Regions from separate parts of the Arachis hypogaea genome. Here region 2 is linked to region 1. Evidence: chromatin contacts called from public Hi-C data. All regions are on one chromosome and are shown on one strand. The core of a region is the stretch at or near the end of the contact, and the rest is flanking DNA. Distances in the headings are between cores, read along the strand shown. Region 1 holds the start of LOC112724037. Region 2 holds the start of LOC112722505 (GDSL esterase/lipase At1g74460).

Region 1 (2,739 bases), core at 206-2,705:
TTTAATAAAATTTTTAACCCGCGAGTAGGATTAGAGTAGAGTCCAAACCCTACCCTACCCTACCCATTGCTAGCCTTACTTGATCATGAATAGACATACTTTAGTACCTGTACAAATAATTAGAGTAGTGATATATTATATAGACAGAACTCACAGAAGAAATTTCACAACTCTGGATTATAACTATAATCTATAACCACTTAACCAGTGTTAATAGGTACTAAAGTTTGGTGATTATGTCATGTCCCAAGCCAATAAAAGAAGAATTCAAGGACTACCCTAAGCCTACAAGTAGGCAGGACGTTCAGTTATAATGTCTGGGTTGGCAATCTTGGATGCCCCTACTCCCAACAAGTTGTTGGTCAGGATCGTAAAACTATCACTGTTTGGTCATAAGGATAATCGTTTTTATCTTATTAGGTTAGAGCCTTTCTTAAACCACTAACGGCCGGGGGTTACCCGCGATTGGTAATGGCATAACCAGAAGGGGAGTAGGGGAGACAGGGTTAAGCAAGTCATTTCATGAAGAAAAGTTTATATAATATATAGTAGTATTTAAAGTTCATAAAAAAAAGAAAAAAAAAAGAAAAAAAAAGAAAAGTAGAATGTAAAACTTTATATCAAAATCCCAACAAGTAGTTAATCATACAAATAAGTATGCATTTATATTCTTGCCGAATAACATGTACATTGGTTCACATTATTTTAATAACAATATGACATTTTTAATGAAAATCAACATTTATGACTTCATTCCCAAAATAATTTTTCAATTCAGTAATTTTTTTGTCTCAAAAATCATCCACAATTTTTTTCCTTTTTCTTCTATGATTTCAACACCTTGAACAAAAGGAGAAAGAAAGGGGGGAGGGGGGAAGACCTCTAAAAAAGTAGGTACCAGAAATAAAATATGAAAAGTACTAAGGAATCAGTAAATTTTGTGATTTGTAATCATTAATTAATTATTATTAGTATTTTTAATAGTGTACCTCATTATTTTTTTTCCTGATTAAACGCTGGCCAAATCTAAATAAAAATGCTAACCCGTAGATTTTTTCATAGAATATTTTGTTCTAATCTTGTGTAGAATTAAAATGTTTGTAACGTCAAAAGAAAATGTGTGTTAAAGAATTTTGGTAAGTGCGGTAAAGGAGAGTTGCAGTAAAAAAGAGCTTTTATTTACATATAAAACATATAAATCATTTTTATTATTTAAAATCAAATTTAAAAAATTCACATTCTTTCAGTTAACTCCTCTCTCTTCCTAACATTATTACTGATGTGATGATACAATATGAAATGAATAGATGGAGCAAAAATTCTTGTTGGTTAAGGTAGAAATTCTGGTGTTTATCATTGGGCCTAGGTAATTTGAAATGGGCCAAACGGGGCCGTATTATCCGCAACAAGCTGATAGAGTCTGTATGAATGACCAAAAAGCTAGAGTCTTGTAGTAGTAGGAAAATCACTTGAAGAGTGAAGAGTTAGAGCCTTGACTTTTTTCAATGTGTCTGAAATAAAGAAAACAAGAAAACTGCAAGAAATTTAGTTAGGGTTTAGCTTAAACCTCAAGAACCAGAACCCTCAACCATGGCGGAAACCACCGCACCGGAAGAACAGCTCCCGGAGAAAAACACATCCTCCTCCTCCTCCTCCTCCTCCGCTGAAGAAATGGACGTGGACAGCCCCAAACCAGAGGACAAAGCGGACGACAAGTCTAAACAGAGTCGTGGTCTCGAGGAAGATGATAAGGTCCAGTCAGGTGACGACAAACCTACTGATTCCAAGAAGCAGAAGGTAGATGACAGAAAGGGGAAAGCCAAAGTTGATGAACAAAGTGAAGACAAGAAGGAGAAGAAAAAGAAGAAGGAGGAGGCGAACAAGGATATACCAACCGGTCCAGTGAAACTGAGTTACAGGACCTTCGATTCTTCGGTGGACATGTACGATTACTTCTACAACTTTCTTCATACCTGGCCCCTTAATCTCAACGTCAACAAGGTTCAATTCCCAATTCCTCTTTTCTTAATTAGCCCCAATGATAAGAACAAAATGGATTATTAATGTCTATGCATATTTATTATAATCTTGATTGAGTTATCTGTGATTGAATTGGCATAAAATGATTGTGTGGCAGTATGAACATGAAATGTTGCTGGAATTGGTGAAGAAGGGAGACAAGCATGCTGTTCGGAAGATAGGCGGGGGAGTCCGCTCCTTCCAAGTGCGCATGCACCCCACGTGGATGGGCAGGTGCTTCTTCCTCATCAGGGAGGATGAATCTGTGGAAGATTTTTGCTTCCGCAAATGTGTGGATACTATTCTTCCATTGCCGGATGAGATGCTTCCGCAACCTGGAGTGGACACCTATTTACGCAGCAGAAGTAAGTACTCCAAACAGGGAGGGCCTGCCGCTGCCGGATCAGGAAACTGATTTCTCAGAGATCTTCACTCTTCGCTGTGTTGTGCATACTTCACCAACTTCTTCCATACTTCCTCTTAACTGTAAAACTGCACTACCCAGATTTTTTACTCTCTATTACATTTGATACTCATATTCCTTTCTAAACTGATGCCTTACTTTACCCAAGTTCAACCAAATTTTGTTTTTTGTTACTGTCAACTTCCATTTGTATCATATTCCCAATGCTAGTAGACCTTTTGAATGGCTGGCAAATTGGAACAGTATCATTTTTCTTTGAAAAATTCTAGTTATTTTTTTAGATTTGACAACTGGAG
Region 2 (2,840 bases), core at 317-2,816, 270 kb after region 1:
AATTCATGAAAAGAGATTACACATATGAGAGACTTTACAATTTCTCTCTCTAAGTTTTATTCACAAATTCTATGCAAAATATGACATACATTAGCAAATACCCTAACTACTTATATGACTTTACAATTTCTCTCTCTAAGTTTTACAATTTCTCTCTCTAAACGAACGAGTGAGCTGACCACTCGACCAACCCAAATTGGTTTCTTTCACATTCATCTTTATCAAGTTGCAATCTTTGACTATAACTTTTAACTATGCAAGTTGGACAACTTGGTCCAACTTGCCAAGTAGTTTCATCAGTCTTCCAACTTGATAAGAACATACTTGATTTTAGACCAAGTTTAAGTTCTATAATATTCTTTAATTTTCTTAAAATTTTATCATGCTCCATTTATATTACTTGTAATCTCTAGCCATTTTTATTAACTTCAAATTAAAAAAGAAGAATTTTGTTTCTTTTCATACTTTTGCTGATGCGAAAATAGATGATTTGATGATTGCGTAAATTTTTTTTTTTAATTCTTAGGATATTAAAATTAAATTTTTATAAAAAGTAAAAAAGCAAACTTGCTCATTTATTTGTTAACTCTAATAATAGGTTATTTCATTATTTTGGAAGGTCTTGAAAATTATTTTTGTAAGACAAATTGGTTTTTTTATTATTTTTAATAAAATATTTAATATATGCATTGAATAAATTAGTGCATAATAAATTTTATTATAAGGTAATTCAGTGCCAATTAAGACAAATTAGTTCATCTCAGAATAATAAAAATTTATTGCGGATCAAAGTGTTTAATCCAAAACAATTATGCTAAGTGTATACAAAAAAAAAAATTAACCACTAAATTACTCATTTGTATAGAATATATATTAAAATAAAAAATATATATTAAAAACAACCTAAATACTACATATATTTATTCATAATGATTAATTTAGTAATTGATTTTTAATGTATACATAGTATTTTTTATCCCAAATTTAAGTATGTACTTGACAACCAATTTAAATATTTACTCTTACTAAGTTAATACTTGTATTTCTTTTTCTAGTCTATGTCATTCGTCTGGTTAAAAGTATGACTAAAATAATTAATAAAGATAGTTTATCAAGAAAAATTCTAAAACGATAACATAAATAATAAATTTATGTTGCTGGCTCTCTTCGATTACTTAAGAACCCCTAGTTGGTTAGTATGGTGGGTTTTGAGATTTTGGGAGAATTTAGAGGGAGAGAACTTTCCAGTTTGGTGAACTTACTAGAATAAGTGAATAACACAACCCATGGAAACGTGGTTTGTTGAGAAATCGAATTAAAGGGCCACCTCTCTCTATTCCTCCAATTCCAATTCCTCATGACAAAATCTCAATTAGAACAAATTCTCTGGACTTAATCAAACATTCACATTTGTGATCTTATACTTATTGTAACAAAATATAAGGTAGTTGCATTAGGTTTGAATAAGCAATAATAGTTGGTATATCAAACAATTATACTTCAGCGCAGCGCCCCCTCTGTAACTTAGAACATAACATTCTCAGCATATTATAAAAACCAAACATAGAGGTCATGTGTGAGTGTAACTTGGTACACAAATTAAACATGAAGTTGAATAATCTGGCACTAGTTGTTGTTCTAGCAGGGACCATTTTGGGAAATGGGATAATTAGAGGGTGTGATTGCAAGATTGTGCAGTTCATATTTGGTGACTCCCTCTCTGATGTTGGAAACAACAAACGCCTCAATAGAAGCCTTGCTCAGGCCAGCCTCCCTTGGTATGGTATTGATTTTGGTAACGGATTACCCAACGGAAGGTTTACTAACGGCCGCACCGTTGCAGATATTATAGGTAATTATTTCTGTCATAATATCATTTCTCCCAATAATTTAAATGGACCCAAAAAGGCATATGAATGACTATACTTCTAATAATTTCATTTTTTTTCTATTATTCAAAATATTTGCCACTTTAAAATTTCTATAATAAATTTATTAAAAAAATATTTGCTGACCGAATTATACACATTTAGGCGACAATACTGGCCTCCCTAGGCCTCCAGCATTCCTAGACCCATCTTTAACCCCAGAAATTATTCTAGAAAATGGAGCGAACTATGCTTCTGGTGGTGGTGGCATTTTGAATGAAACTGGGCAGTATTTTGTGAGTTCCAATGTTAACTTGCATTTTATTGATATAGTGCGTGTTTTGTTATATATTTTAGCCATTTAAAAAGCACATTTATAAGATAATTGTGCATGTTTACAGATCCAGAGGTTTTCTCTGTACAAGCAAATTGAGCTATTTCAGGGGACACAAGAACTAATTGAGGCCAAAATTGGAAACAGTGCGGCACAAAAGTTTTTTCAGGAAGCTAGATATGTTGTTGCGTTAGGGAGCAACGATTTTATCAACAATTACTTAATGCCTGTTTACAGTGATTCATGGACTTACAATGATGACACTTTCATGGACTACTTGATAGGAACACTCAGAGACCAACTCAAGGTTTATTTTATTAATTAATTTACTTTAATTATTATTCGAACAGGAAAAAAAAAAAACAATTTCTTTATATATGAGGTATAACTAAATACAAATACGACTATGCTACATATATACTAAAATCAGCCATTAAAATCAGCACTAATATAAAATATATATTAGAATACAAATATAAATTAAAAACAAATTAAACTACACATGTATTTATATATAAATATATTGTTTGCTGATTTTAATAGCTGAATTTAGCATAGGAATTGAATTTTTGATACAAATAATACATCTCGAATTTTTTTTGTAACTTTTTGATGATTTGACGGGGCTTAAAGCCCAT

What was found. A called contact is a pair of places that touch in the nucleus more often than the background predicts.
Region 2: a Hi-C map of an unstated tissue shows a contact between it and region 1, with 6 times the contacts expected there. The contact joins the promoter of LOC112722505 here to the promoter of LOC112724037 in region 1. A contact is called at or near these places in 3 of 8 Hi-C or Micro-C datasets (leaf and an unstated tissue).

The regions. Positions count from the first base shown.
Region 1 is chr11:124,240,290-124,243,028 of arahy.Tifrunner.gnm2.J5K5, forward strand. It overlaps LOC112724037, which reads left to right and starts at 1,456. Exons shown (of 2, transcript XM_025775340.3): 1 at 1,456-2,001; 2 at 2,138-2,739. The coding sequence starts at 1,591. The coding sequence ends at 2,434.
Region 2 is chr11:124,513,845-124,516,684 of arahy.Tifrunner.gnm2.J5K5, forward strand. It overlaps LOC112722505 (GDSL esterase/lipase At1g74460), which reads left to right and starts at 1,567. Exons shown (of 5, transcript XM_025773561.3): 1 at 1,567-1,852; 2 at 2,034-2,164; 3 at 2,270-2,509. The coding sequence starts at 1,573.